4 separate regions of the Mus musculus genome follow, and all the other regions are linked to region 3. Evidence: chromatin contacts called from public Hi-C and HiChIP or PLAC-seq data. All regions are on one chromosome and are shown on one strand. The core of a region is the stretch at or near the end of the contact, and the rest is flanking DNA. Distances in the headings are between cores, read along the strand shown.

What was found. A called contact is a pair of places that touch in the nucleus more often than the background predicts. HiChIP or PLAC-seq counts read pairs in DNA pulled down with a chosen protein or histone mark.
Region 1: a contact with region 3 is called in an H3K4me3 HiChIP or PLAC-seq map of bone marrow-derived macrophages, with 3 times the contacts expected there. The contact joins two enhancer-like sites. A contact is called at or near these places in 6 of 484 Hi-C or Micro-C datasets (the MC38 cell line, bone marrow-derived macrophages, nephron progenitors and 2 more), 3 of 115 datasets of contacts at active chromatin or transcription factors (the 3134 cell line, bone marrow-derived macrophages and embryonic stem cells) and 1 of 9 other capture datasets (adipose tissue).
Region 2: a contact with region 3 is called in a Hi-C map of the C2C12 cell line, with 2.6 times the contacts expected there. The contact joins two enhancer-like sites. A contact is called at or near these places in 1 of 15 datasets of contacts at CTCF or cohesin (embryonic stem cells), 9 of 484 Hi-C or Micro-C datasets (the C2C12 cell line, cerebellum and embryonic stem cells), 3 of 115 datasets of contacts at active chromatin or transcription factors (bone marrow-derived macrophages, cardiomyocytes and embryonic stem cells) and 1 of 9 other capture datasets (pancreatic islet).
Region 4: a contact with region 3 is called in an H3K4me3 HiChIP or PLAC-seq map of bone marrow-derived macrophages, with 3 times the contacts expected there. The contact joins two enhancer-like sites. A contact is called at or near these places in 4 of 39 promoter capture datasets (the 3T3-L1 cell line, frontonasal cranial neural crest and trophoblast stem cells), 1 of 15 datasets of contacts at CTCF or cohesin (embryonic stem cells), 15 of 484 Hi-C or Micro-C datasets (bone marrow-derived macrophages, differentiating embryonic stem cells, embryonic stem cells and 2 more), 7 of 115 datasets of contacts at active chromatin or transcription factors (T-cell acute lymphoblastic leukemia, bone marrow-derived macrophages and embryonic stem cells) and 2 of 9 other capture datasets (adipose tissue and embryonic stem cells).

The regions. Positions count from the first base shown.
Region 1 is chr8:122,241,124-122,244,593 of GRCm38.p6, forward strand. All of the region lies in intron 1 of Zfp469 (zinc finger protein 469), which reads left to right. Among named protein-coding and RNA genes, the nearest start is that of Zfp469, 13 kb to the left of the region's middle. Within about 2 kb of position 1,313, at least 8 of the 459 cell types and tissues checked have an H3K27ac peak or open chromatin away from gene starts, as enhancers often do. A contact at or near this core is called in bone marrow-derived macrophages, where this site is marked.
Region 2 is chr8:122,331,804-122,335,190 of GRCm38.p6, forward strand. Zfpm1 (zinc finger protein, multitype 1) reads left to right here. Exons shown (of 10, transcript NM_009569.4): 5 at 287-386; 6 at 1,918-2,124; 7 at 2,649-2,879; 8 at 3,129-3,224; 9 at 3,310-3,387. Among named protein-coding and RNA genes, the nearest start is that of Gm46056, 11 kb to the right of the region's middle. Within about 2 kb of position 1,513, at least 25 of the 459 cell types and tissues checked have an H3K27ac peak or open chromatin away from gene starts, as enhancers often do. A contact at or near this core is called in the C2C12 cell line and bone marrow-derived macrophages, where this site is marked.
Region 3 is chr8:122,111,065-122,114,402 of GRCm38.p6, forward strand. It overlaps a transcript of Zfp469 not described here. Among named protein-coding and RNA genes, the nearest start is that of Gm34413, 18 kb to the left of the region's middle. Within about 2 kb of position 1,372, at least 113 of the 459 cell types and tissues checked have an H3K27ac peak or open chromatin away from gene starts, as enhancers often do. A contact at or near this core is called in the C2C12 cell line and bone marrow-derived macrophages, where this site is marked.
Region 4 is chr8:122,262,913-122,266,422 of GRCm38.p6, forward strand. Zfp469 (zinc finger protein 469) reads left to right here. Exons shown (of 3, transcript NM_001362883.1): 3 at 1-3,510. Among named protein-coding and RNA genes, the nearest start is that of Zfpm1, 17 kb to the right of the region's middle. Within about 2 kb of position 1,494, at least 25 of the 459 cell types and tissues checked have an H3K27ac peak or open chromatin away from gene starts, as enhancers often do. A contact at or near this core is called in bone marrow-derived macrophages, where this site is marked.

The DNA.
Region 1 (3,470 bases), core at 63-2,562, 130 kb after region 3:
CTCTGCCAGATTGGCAACATTGGCCATCCAGTGGGCGCAAATTTGGTATTAATACACATGGGAATGCATGACTTTGGTCTATGAGGTAGGCAAACTGAAGGACAGCATGAGGAAGGCAGGTGATAGGAAGACATTCATGAGGGCATGTGTTAACGTAGATGCTCAGTGGATAGACAGACAGATGGCTAGAGTTGATACATGCACAGATGACAGAGGGATAGGTGATTTTTAAAACTGCTTAGTAGGTGGGCAGTCCTCTGTGAGACAGGAGATTTGAACGAAGATTCCATGGCCTGAGAGTTGGGAGTCCCTACTGGAGAGCCCTGGGACTCTGTGCCACAGACCTATGGGAGCTCTGTGTGGGAGTGGGCACCAAAGTCAACAGTAGTATAGGTGCCTGTGCTTGTCTCCCACTGAGCACAGGTACCTGGGGATCAGAGTGCTGTACCTGCCCCTTGTGCACCCTGCCAGAGGCTGTTCCAGGGGCCATAGGATGCCCAGAAGCTGGCTGACCAGAGCCTTCCTTAGGCAGATACAGAGCCTGTTAGAGAAGATCAAACACAGGCACGGACTTTCTGTCTATAAAGAACTCACAGGAAGAGGGTCCGGTGCTCAGCGGGGCCTTTCATCCCAGCACCTGCGTGTGATCCGTTCATCGGCAGCCTGGCTCTGAGGCCTCCAGCTCTTTGAAGTGGCAGTGGGCACTGGGTCCTCCTCAGCGCTATCCCTGTGCTCACACCCTGGAGGAGGGGCCTCAGAGTAGGTACAGAGCCCTTGGAGCAGATGCCAGCATTTGGCATTGAGTCTGATCCCCATGACCAGGTTGACTCTCATGGCAGTGCAGATATCGTAGGCAATGCCGATGTCAGGCTCCTGTGTCTGTTGAGCCCACAGGAGAGTAGCCATCTGCTTTGCCACTGGCCCTGTCTTACTCTCATGTTTACTGTGATTTCTGGCCATCTGTGGCCCCCCAGACCCTTGCAGAGAGCCCCCTCACCCACGCCTGCTTCAATCCCTAGCATGCCACCTTCAAGGAGTCTCTCACCATCAGAGATGGCTGCCACACAGATACATAGCATAGCCACCGACCGGCAGCTTCTCAGTCTCGGCACTTCTAGATTTCTGCGTTCTTACCCAGCTACACATGGGGGCTGCTTTAGTTGGCAATTGAATTCTGGGCTCAACCCCCTGGGGGCATCTGGGGGAATGCCAGCACCACCCCCCACTTCCCTCCCTCTAGATAAGGAGGAACAGCAAAGCTCCAAGGCCCAGACTCATGATGTCACTTCCTTCCAGACTCATGATGTCACTTCCTTCCAAACTCTCAGGATGTCACTTCCTTCTATGTATGTAGATCACAACCAGTCAGGGACTAGCCTGGGTTCTGGGATGGGGACACAGTCCATGTCTTAGTACGAGGTGCCACACACCCTTGGTGGCCACATGATGTTCCCTGTAGTGTCACCAGGTTGGAAGATGGCAGTACTAGAGATTGAAACAGGCTTGGGTGAGGGGCCCTCCACAGGGATCTGGGGGCCACAGATGGCGGTGAGCCTCTGAGGGGTGGTGGCATGCAGAGATACTTGCCCTCCCGTGGACACAGGATCCTAATGTCCACAGTATCCATGATGTCTGAACTGCCCATATTTATACACCTGATGGTCAGTGCCTTGAGGGTAACTACAGCAGCTGCCATCACCTTTCCCCTCACCCAAGTCTCAGGATGAGTCAGTGGAAGTCAGGACCCCGGGCAGTAGCCCCCTTCCCCACATGGCCCTGAGCTCAGCAGATGGACAGATGGACGGAAGTCTGGGACATGAGCATGTGGTAGGAAAGACACCTCCAAGTCCCTGTTTTGGCCTCTGGTGGCAGAGGCATGGTGGCCCTGCCCGGGTGGCCCTGTGCTGTGTCATTCACTATTGTACTTCTCTGGACCTGGATTCTTTTCCAGGGACCCAAGGATCATGTCATTGCTGCTGCCTCCGTGGGGATTAATGCAGGAGTCCACACAGATATGGCAGTGGATCATGGGGTCAAAGTGACATGTAGGCGAGCACTTCTGTCACTGTGTTCCAGGGCCATTGCTGAGGCCACGAGGCCACAGAGCCTGGCTTCTGGGCTTGGGAACCTGTGTTAGGTTCTAGTCCTACCCTCGCAGGACTAGAGCTAGGGGGTGACCATGAGCTTCCAGCCCTTCAGGGGATAGATGGATGATGGATGACTGACCCTTAGACACAACCCTCTGAGGCTTCACATCCCTACAGCACCATCACCAGCAATCAGAAAGCTCCACACACCCAGTACAGTAGCTCCCAGCCTGGCTGAGGGACCAGCCAGCCGAGACAGCAGCTGCTCTTCCAGATGGAAGAGAGAGATAGGTCACAGACAGGCCAGGGCCCAGCCTGAGCCTCGGCATCCCTGGGATTACCCTCCGGCCTGCCAGCCAGGCCAAGAAGGAGCTCCATCTGGGCTGCTGTGGGTCATGGGACCTCCAGGCCAGGTGGCCTCCGGGGAGACCAAGGCTATGTCACAGCAGTCCTTCTTCTCAGTCCTGAGAACAGTGGCATCAGGAGGGCAGACCATGGCAGTCCCGAGCAGCCTCTTAAAAAAAAGTAGCTGGGCGATGGTGGCACATACCTTTAGTTCCAGCACTTGGGAGGCAGAGACAGGTGGATCTCTGAGTTTGAGGTCAGCCTCACTACAGAGTGAGTTCCAGGACAGACAGGGCTACAAGAAAAAAACACAAAAGAACAAACAAATTGAAAAGTGTATGTGGTGTAGTATGGTGTGTGTGTGTGTGTGTGTGTGTGTGTGTGTGTGTGTGTGTATGTATGTATGTATGTATGTATGCACATATGTGTGTGTATAGTGTGAGTGTATATAGTGGGTGTGTAATGTATGTGTATGTAGTGTGTGTAGTGGGTGTGTAATGTGTATGTATGTAGTGTGTGTGTAGTGTGTATGTGTGTAGTGTGTGTGTGTGTGTTGTGTATGTGTAGTGTGTGTAGTATATGTAGTATGTGTGTTGTGTGTGTGTGTAATGAATGTGTGTATGGTATGTTGTGGTGTGTGTGTGTGTGTGTAGCATGTGTGTAGTATGTGTGTAGTGAATGTGTGTGTAGTATATGTGTGTATGTGTGTGTAGGGAATGTGTGTGGTGTAGTGTGTGTATATGTATGTTTCTCTGTGTGTACAGATATAGAATGTGTGGGTAAGTGACAACCATCTGCTGGACACTGTCAAACACCAGGAGCACAACAGTGACCCTGTTCCTGCCTCCCGGAGCTTCCTCCTGATGCAGGCTCACCCGGTCCTGGTAGACTAAGGACTTGCTCCTAGCCATGCTGCCGTCTATGTTCTGAGGAGCCACAGCATCAGGACCACAAACCCACATAACAACAGGGGAGAACTACCGGGCAGGAAAGGCTTGTGGTGCCTCTGGGGACAGGGTGCTATGTGGCCATGTTGCA
Region 2 (3,387 bases), core at 263-2,762, 220 kb after region 3:
ATACCCTTGGTGCCAGCAGCTCTGCTGTCACAGAAAGAGAACACACATCAGCAGGCTCTATAGATTCAGTGCTTGACAGCTCTAGACCTTTGTTCCCAACAGAGACCAATGCATAGCCTGGGAATGCACAGCTCCCTGCCATGCCTCCAGTTATCATAGTGTTTGAACTACACAAGTCCTACTGCTATGAGCTACCAGGCTGCTGACCACCACTACACAACAGAGCAAAGCCCCCCACTCGGCATCCTATATAGACTGAGCCTTTCCCATCTCCACTCTTCTCTAGGGCCCAGCTGTGACCCTGATGGTGGATGAGAGCTGCTGGCTAAGGATGCTGCCCCAGGTCCTAACTGAAGAAGCCGCCAACTCAGAGATCTACAGGAAGGGTCTGTATCTCATGCCTGCCTCCCTCCCCGCTAAGGTCTTTCAGAAGGCAGGGTCACTTGGTTCTGACTGGTCCAGCTCTTAAAGGGACACCAGCTTATCTGGGTAACAATCAAACTGCCTGAGAGAGCACCCTGAACCCCATCTGAGAGGATGATGGACAACCTTTGGAGCTGCAATCCCATGCGAATCATAACCACTGACACAAGAGCTAGAGGGACCACCCTGGGCCCTCTACAGCCAGCCCCTGAACACAAGAGCTAGAGGGACCACCCTGGGCCCTCCACAGCCACTGAACACAAGAGCTAGAGGGACCACCCTGGGCCCTCCACAGCCACTGAACACAAGGGCTAGAGGGGCCACCCTGGGCCCTCCACAGCCACTGAACACAAGGGCTAGAGGGGCCACCCTGGGCCCTCCACAGCCACTGAACACAAGGGCTAGAGGGGCCACCCTGGGCCCTCCACAGCCACTGAACACAAGGGCTAGAGGGGCCACCCTGGGCCCTCCACAGCCACTGAACACAAGAGCTAGAGGGACCACCCTGGGCCCTCCACAGCCACTGAACACAAGGGCTAGAGGGGCCACCCTGGGCCCTCCACAGCCACTGAGAGCTCTGCTTCTCTACGTGGGCTTAGGGGGAGACTGAGCAAGAAGAGCTTCCGGGGACCACTGAAGGCAGCCTGCACTAGAAAGGAACACGCCCCAACACCAGATTGGATGTTGGCAAGCCGTCAGCCATGTGCTTGCACCACCAGGACTGACCTGCCCATAGGCTTCTACAACACAGTTCTGCCCAAGTGTGCCATCCACAGAAGACAGAGGCCCTTATAGGGATGATACTGATAAACATGACCTGATCTGGGTGGGGCCTGCAGACAGGGTCACAGTGACCACAGGAATCCTGTGGACATTGTCGCTTGATTTTTCCTGTATCACTTGGCCCATAATGGGACTTACACAGGCTCTACCCTGCAGCTCAGCTCCTACTGCCACCTTAGAACATACATACTCCCTTTTCTTTTCCCACTTTCTGCTGGGAGTGGCCACTGGCTTGAGACTGAGGCCAGAAGTGTCCCTACTCACAGCTCACAGGGTTCCAGGCCATGTGGCAGAACTGCTGGCCCAGGACACCTGGGTTTTTGTGGATTGAGGCTGCCCTCTACAGGCTACTGTGGGAACAGCACCAGGCCCATGCCCAACAGATTGAAAACCTGCCTGTTCTGGAGCCCAATGCGTTAGGACACCCCTCTACCCCAGCCAAGTGATAGTGATTACATACAACCCCCTCATATATCCCTGCCCATGTCTACCCTTTTACTGGAGATGTAAGCTCCCCCAATCCTTGCCTCAGACACAGGATAGCACACCACAAATCCAGCCAGCCACGAACGTGAGCCTGAATGCAGCCACTTCCTGCCTTTTGCCCAGACTCAGTCATCCCTGGCCATACAGCAGGGCCCCAGGGTGGGAGACAAAGGGAAGCACCCCCATTAAAGGCCCAGGATCATCACAAGTGCCTGTACCCTACAGATGACGCCCTCTGGTGCAGGGTTACCAAAGTGGTGCCTTCTGGTGGACTGCTATATGTGCGCCTTGTCACCGAGCCCCATGGTGCTCCCAGACACCCTGTGCAGGAACCAGTAGAACCTGGAGGCTTGGCCCCAGTGCACACCGACATCCAGCTGCTGCCCCAGCAGGCTGGCATGGCATCCATCCTTGCTACCGCAGTCATCAACAGTAAGTATGTGACTCCCAGGGGCAGACTTTGGTTGACACTCAAGTCAAAGGTTAGGGCAGATCCTGGGGGGGGGGGTGGTCAGCATGCAAAAGGTCCAGTTTACACACACGGGGAGGGGGGGGCAGGGGATAAATTATGCTCCAGTAAGACACTGAACTGAAGGACAGTACCCAGCTGATGCAGAGTGACCCGAGTGCTAGATTGTACATGGCCTGCTACCATAGGAAGGGCTCAGCCCCAAGGGACCTGGTGCGGGCCCCCTGAGAAGTAGAAAGAGAAGGTGGTGGCAGGCATGGGTGTAATATATGCCTAAAGGCAGCAGTAGGAGCTGAGTCCTCATGTCCCCTGTGCAGGGACAGGAGAATCCCCAGTGCCTGGGTGGGTCCTACGATTAGACGGGGCCTTCAGGGACACAATGAAAGGAGAGCTAAGCCACCAAAAGCCAGTACCTCAGCCTGGAGCTGTCAAGGCCAGGCCCTTCCTCATCCAGTCAGTACCTCACCCCCACTTGTACCCCTACCAGAGGACGTCTTCCCCTGCAAAGACTGCGGGATCTGGTACCGTAGTGAGCGGAACCTGCAAGCCCACCTGCTCTACTACTGTGCCAGCCGCCAGCGTGCAGGCTCTCCTGTCTCGGCGACGGAAGAGAAACCCAAAGAGACCTACCCCAATGAGCGTGTCTGCCCCTTCCCCCAGTGCCGAAAGAGCTGCCCCAGCGCCAGCTCGCTGGAGATCCACATGCGCAGCCACAGTGGTGAGTGCCCCGTGCCTGCCCTGGCCAAGCCAGGCCCTGCACTGGACTGGTGGTCAGGAAAGCTTGCTCTGCCACCATGTGCTATGCAGTTCCCCGTCCCTCCACAGCCTAGCGCAAGGCTTACCTGTGGCTATATGCACACTTAATAAAAGGCTGGGTGTGTACTTGACGCTGGGCGGCATATGACTGATGCGAACTAAAAGGGCCAGTGTTCCTTCCTTGTCACTGGGATCCATCTCTGTGTTCCAGGAGAGCGCCCCTTCGTGTGCCTCATCTGCCTGTCGGCCTTCACCACCAAGGCCAACTGTGAACGCCATCTCAAGGTGCACACAGACACGCTCAGCGGTAGGTGTGCTGGAGGGGGCCGGGATGGGGTCTCTGGGGCTAAACCTGAGCCCCAGGAACCTGACCACAACAGTGTGGCCTACAGGTGTCTGTCACAACTGTGGCTTCATATCCACCACAAGGGACATCCTCTACAGTCACCTGGTGACAAACCACATGGTGT
Region 3 (3,338 bases), core at 122-2,621:
GCGAGGATGTGATTGGGCTTCAAGGCGTGGCTGGTGGCTTGCAAATTGCCTGTTGTCAGGACTCCAGCTGGGCTGTGTTGTAATCACAGAGATCTCAGCAATAAATAATGAGTACATAGGATGTGCTGTCAGAAGAGCACGAGGCTTTGTAGTGTAGACAAATGACCCCCCCCCCACCCCCCCTTCCCAGTCTGGAAAAGTCGTGAAGATGAGGAGGCCAACAGAGGGCAGCAGGGCCTGGCTCTATGATCTGGAATGACTTATGAACTAGGGTGGTGAACGATCAGTAGCCATTTTCTCAGGCAGCAGAGAGGGATCGTAGGAAAATATTCGACTTATTAATGTGTACTCTGAGCTGTTGTGAATGAGTGGGGGCTTTCTGGGGAGGTCTGAGATGATCTGAGAGGCTTCAGGGGACTGGTGTTATAGGTTAGACCCTCTGCCATCCCTGGTCCAGGTAGGAAGTAACAGAGTTCTTGAGACGTATCTCTAGCGCCTAATCCTGCTTTGGTAGGCAAGACGGGGACCATCCTCACTGGATGGATGAATAATGGCTTGTGTAATTTTTAAAGAAATCATAGAAATGGGATGTGACTCTGAGACCTCAGTGTCCCAGAGACAGAAGAAGGGCTGGACATGTTAGGCTCAACCCCAACGACTCTTGCTACTTTCTTTATGCCCAGCTATTGAAACAGAAATCTTGCTTGCGTGTGATTGATGGTCTGTGTAAATTGTGGAGATTCCCCTCTAGGTTTGTGAAGGCGGGATGGAGCTTCGAGGAGGGCAGGAGGATGGCCCGATGGCCAGATAATCGTTCCCATGGTGATTAACTTGGGAAGCTGCAAGGGCTCCGCCAGAGGAGACTGTGCTCTGCCTCTCGTGAAATCATCGAAGTTCTGCTTCCACGTGAGACCGCAGCCCTGCGCTCTGACTCACCCCTTCATCCATCTGTGTCTGGGACCTCAGAAGCCAGACCCACCCTTTCCTTTGGCAGCTGGGGAAACTGAGGTCCAGAGAAGGGTGTGGATGTCCCAGAGCAATGTTGACAATGTCATGTCACTTAGAGGATAGTACCTGGACCCCAGTCTCACTTCATCTGGGCAGCACCTGCCCCTTGGAGCTACCAGCTCGGGGGCAGACTGGGGTGGTCTGCAGGTTGTGGCTATGCACTAGCTATGTCAGAGGCCAAGCTGGCTCCCAATGAGAGGGTCCCGGTATTCTTAGGAGGTGGAGGGACCTGCTCTGGTGCCGCTTTCCTGGTTCTGATCAAGTGTGGTGGAGGAGGGGAGCCTGTGGCTTTGGCAAGGAGGGAGGGAAGCTGGCGGGAGGGGAAGGAACCGAAGCTGACACAGGAGATCACCAGATGATCAGGAGACAGGAAGTGGGTTTGAGGGCCACCCTCTCCCATTCTTTCTCTTCTTCTGACTGAGTTCGGTTTATAGCCCCTGACCCCATGATGTCACCTCATGGCTGTGGCTGGAAAGCTTGTGGTGGCAGGGGGCGGGGGGTGGGGGGGGCGAGCATGAGCTATGACTGCGGCCCACTTCTGCTGGATCCAAAACACAGGCCAGGAGCTCCCAGAGCCTCTCTGCAGCCTTGGCTTCTGCTGTTCTCAGGGACAGTGGCGAGCACAGCCTGTGCCTTTCGGAGCTGGGGGTGGGGTGGGGTGGGAGGGGGTACTCTGAAAACCCTGTTGCTTCTTATTTGGATCGGGTCCCACCTGGGTTCCCTGAAGCCAGGACATCCTGTTCCGTGGTTCTAATGTGTCTGTTGGTTTTGCTACCAGCCCTTTTCAGGGAATCTCATGGCTGGATCCTGTGTATTGATGATTCACTGGGTTCAGGCTTGGCCACAAAAGTGGCCACATGGTGGTCACGGCTCCGTGGTCTGTGCTGAGGCTGACCTTGGAGGGAGCTGCCACGTTAGTCTCCCCGTCAGGGCAGAGTGTCTGGAAGCAGGTATCAATGTGGGAAAATGTGCAGTTTGTTACCAGGTCTTGTCTCCCTGTGGAGAGGTGGGTAGCCATTCACCAGATGGCGGGTGCTCTTCCAAACAGTTACCCAGACTCCTGAACCCAACACGAGTGCCCCTGGTCACACTATGAATGTATTCTCAGGCACACAGCAGGTGCCACATCAGTGAGTAGCCCATAGGGTTCAGGCTCAAAGGGAAGAGATGCCCTCCCCAAGGCACACAGTGAGAGAGATTCAGGTTTAGAGGAGGCCTCAGCAGCCATGCCACTCATCTACCACAGGATGACAAGCCACCTGTCCCTTGCTGTACTAGTCCGTGGATATGCCACAGGTCGAGTATACCCACCGGGCGAGTTTAACCTGTCACCCCTACTAGTGCTAGGTATCCACAGATGCGTAGCCAATCACCCTGAGCTGCTGGGCTCCTCATCCATAGATGTGTATGCAGCCACTCCTTATCTTAGTTGTCCACGGATGTCAGTCATCTACTTACAGTTGTACTAACGATCCCTGCGATGTAACCGCCCACCTATTACCCACTGTACTAGTTATCCCAGCTAGGTAACTGTATGCCCCTTACCCTCTGTAGATGATTTACTAATAACCCCTAAGGTTAGAACTTCAGTCTCAATTCTGTCCGTGAATCTCTGTGACCTTGAGAAAAATCCCCAAGTCAGCTTCTGTCCAGGACGATGGTTGTGCTGGCTTCTTAAGACACCGAGAAATACAAGGGCTGATGAGATGGGGAGTGGCTTCCACACATGAGGCCGGAACTCAAGGCCCAGCCAGTGGCTCGAATTCAGAGCCTTGGAGGTCAAGGTGGTTTGGCTCGGCAGGTGACATGGCTGCTGCCCACCCTTTGCAGTCCCTGCAGTCTGAGTGGCCACATTCTGTCTTGGATTGTCCTGGTGAATCTTTGGGTATACCGGCCATTGCTAACCACTGACCGCATCTGACCCTCCCCTCCCTCTAATACATTTCCTGGGGACCCCCTCCCCCTCCTTCTCTCTGCATAGTAGAGGGTTTCTGAGGAGACTATAAATGCTTTCTGGGGCAGTTTGTCCAGTCCCGAGGGCAGACACTGCTGGTCATTCAGATAGTGGGTTTGGAAGAACACCCTCATCAGCCTTTGGTGGCACCAGAAACTCTATGGCCCCTAGGTCTGGGATCTGAAGATAGGTAGGTGTAGGCTCCCTGAGGACCCTAGGACCTGTGAGCTGCCCCCCAAGGCCTCTGGACTGCTGGCACCAAGCATCCCAAGGCATAGGAACTATGGAAAGACAACTCCTCTAACTGTAGAAAGGTGTTTGCAGAGGAAGGCTTCTGCTAGGTCCCAGGCACGCGTCAGGTAGGACAGTGACCATG
Region 4 (3,510 bases), core at 244-2,743, 150 kb after region 3:
AGATCACAGCATCTCCAGAGCCACCTCCAAAGAGACGAGGAGCTCCAAGCACCTGCAGCTGCCCTCTGGGAAGGACTCCAGGAAGAGGAGGGGGCGGGGCGGCTCCTGGAGCAAGGAACTCATCCACAAGATAGTGCGGCAGAAAAACAGGCGCCACGGGCAGCAGGCACCACGGAACCAAGTCTCCCATGTCCCCCCGCTGCCTGGAAGACCACCTAGCACCCAGGAGGGCAGGCTCAGCGGGCAAGGCTGTGCCTCTGAATCTGAGGAAGAGGCTGGTATGCAGCAGCGGCGGGATTTGGGGGGTCCTGCCCAAGGCTGTTCCCCCCACAGCCGCCAACGGTGGCGCCAGGGCAAGAAGAGGAAGAAAGAAGATTTGACCCAGAACCCAAGGAAGGTCATGCGGCAGGAGGCTGGTGAAAATGGGGGCTCTCCCACTCCAAGGACTCAAAGCCTGTTGCCGAGTTCGGAAGCTGGAGAAGTCTCTGTGGAAAGAGGACTTGAGCATCGTGGCCATCCCATAATAGCCCCAAAACATCCTCCCCGGGTCCTCGCCACCACCAAGACCCAGGAGAAAAACCATGCAGCCCTGGACTTCCCCCAGGAGGGCGAGAAGCCTGAAGTTGCTGCTGATACCACTGAGCTCAGAGAGAGACCCAGTTCTCCAGCTCACTGTGGTGGGGAAAGCCCCAGACCCGCTGCTCCAGTGCCAGCACGGGCTGGCAGTCCATCAGGGAGCCACCCTGAAACACTATCGGGAAACAGCGTGCCAGTACCAGATGCAGGCTGTCTTCTGGGCACTTCTGGATGCATGAAGCCCCCGACTTTGCATACCAGAGAGGACTCTGCCTCCCAGCCTGGAAGGTGCCTGGTACCCATCGATAAGCTGGCAGACATGTTCTACACTGAATCCAGCCTCCCGGTTTTCAAGAACTCGAGTCCTGGTTGTGACCCTGACCACTGTGACAGGCGCTCTCTAGAGTGTCCAGCTGCCAAAAGAGGATCCCTGCCTAACAGTGACACCTGTGAATTGTTCCTTGGATCCAAGGACCTAGCCTACTGTTTCCCTGACGATCTGTACACCAAGCCTTTAGCTATGGACCCGTTGCCTGCCCGAAGCTGCTACCTTAGCCAGGACAGTATGGAGACCCTTGAGTCAACACCATCCAAGAGTCCACCCTACCCAGTTGAAACAGACCCAGGGAAGGTGCATTCGCCACTGACCTTAGAGTCCACATCCCTGTTTGCAGGGCTGCCTGAGGACGGATTTGACCCACCACTCTATGACAACTTGTCAGCAAACAGGGTCACCCACGGACCACTGGCAGGTCCTGACCCTCTCCCTAAGAAACCTCTGGCAGATCCTCTGTACCCGCCATTCTTGCTGCTGGAGGAAATTTCTCCGGTGCTGCCTGGCTCCTTTCCTGGTCTCTCCAAGGGAAAGACAGTCAGCAAGCAGTGTCCCTCGGAACAGACGGTGCCTCCCCGCCCTCCCGCTGTGCCTGAAAAGGGAAGTGAATGTAGCAATCTGTGTGAGGACGAACTGGAGATCAAAAGATTGGTGACTGAATTAGAAAGCCAACTGCAGGGGGAAGGGAGCACAGTGGGCACCTCGGGAGAACCGGAGGAAGCTACACAGGAAGGCAAGATGGACACAAGCCCAAAGCAGGCCTCCCTTCTACCCACAAATCCAGCCACCTCAGCCCAGAGGGAGCCAGCAGAAGACATTACAGGTCTTGAGGGATCAAGTTCACATCAGGAAAGGGCCCTGAAGAACCCCCAGAAACAGTGGCCCTACCCAGCTTCCTGCCACACAGAAAAAGCAGCACCTCCCTGTGGTATCCAGGAGAACCCAGGATGCGGGGCTCCCCTCAGCCTGGAAGGATTCACACTCGGTCTTCAGAGAACTCGGGAGACCATTATCCCCGACGCAGACAGTCAGATCCCCCTAAGTGACCGCCTGCCTGACTCCAGCAACCAACAGGTGGCCTTGCTGCATGCTGGGAGTTTAGCCAAGGACAGCCCGAAGCATGGGCTTTTGTTTCCTAAAAATAATGAAGCCCCTGGGACCCAGAACTCGAATGCCCCACCGCTGCTTCCTGGTAAACACACAAGAGGACATTCTCTAGACCCATTCTGTGAGGCCCAGGAGCCCTGCCCAACTTCCCCTGCACTGGAAGGATTCAACAGCCCCAGTGCCCACCCGGCCCTAGAACCCAACTTGATACTTAAGGGTGATGAGGAAGTCACCTCCCTTCCAAGTGCCAGTCTCAGCCATGGCTCTAAGGGTCACTCTGAAGACCAGGCAGGGAGTTCTATAGGAGCTGTGCTTAACAAGCCTATTGCCAAGGACCTGGACTTTAAGGGGGCGTCTGCACCTGCAGGGACCTCTCCACAATCCACCCTTCAAAGTGGTGGTAGGGCTTGGTCTCATCCCGTGCCAGATCCTCCCTGGGAGCCCAGTGCCAGCATTGGACAGAGGCGCCAGGACCCAGCCTGCTGTTCCTTTCCTCTGCGTCAGGTCCTGGATGCTACAGCCAAGAGCAGAGAGAACGCCCAGGGCCTTCAGTCTGGGGACCCCTCAGTGACAGGAGGGGCCCGTATGAAAGAGGACTCCTCAAGGGCTGTAAACGTGTCAGCTCTTCCTGCAAACATCCAGAAGCAGCTGAGGTCCAAGGCAGATGGACGTCTTGGCTCGCCTAGTCAACCTGAAAAGATCAAGGGCCAGGGTCAAGCCAACAGACTCCAGCCAAAAAGCTGGAGGAGCCTGGAGGACCCAGATGCACTCAACAAGGTCAGTGCCCATTTGGAAGCTAGGCCGGCCAGGGGCAGAAGGCCACGCCAGGGGAACAGAGCAGCCCGGGGCCTTAGGAGACAAGCACTGTTCTCCACCAGCCCCACCGACCCTGATAGCACATCCTTGCTTCCAATCCAGAAGGCTTGCCCTCTCCAGAAGGAGCCTGCAGAGAGAAGCCCAGAGAAGGCCGCCAGCCCACAGCCATTGTTTAGCCAGGAGAATCCCGCTCCCTCCAATAGAGACCTGGCCGCATGTGTCTTCTCCACCAGGCCTCAAGCCACACCTACTCCCAGTGACCTTGAGCCGATGCCCCAGGAAGACCCTGAGACCAGAGTCAAGCCTAGTAAGCCACTAGCACCTTCCTCCTACAGAGACCTACCCAGCCCCGATGATCAGCCAACCTGTCCTGTCTTGGTACCTCTGGGTGCCAGTTATGGCCTAACCACCAAAGAGGCTGAACCCCCAGCATCCCCTACACTATTGGTGACAAGCTGCTGTGGCCCTGAAGAGCCTTTATCCCAGCACTCTCTGCTGGGGACCAGCAGTCCCAAGGACCCTCCCGTAGGCTCACTTGGCTCCATCAGTTTCTCGGCCCCTGTATTACTAGAGAGGAACAGCCCCAAGGGCATCGCAGTAAGAACATTAGAAGATTCTGGAAAAGAGGAGCTGAGGCTATCTCCTGCCCATTCCTCCGCTCCTCCCCTAGGGGATCC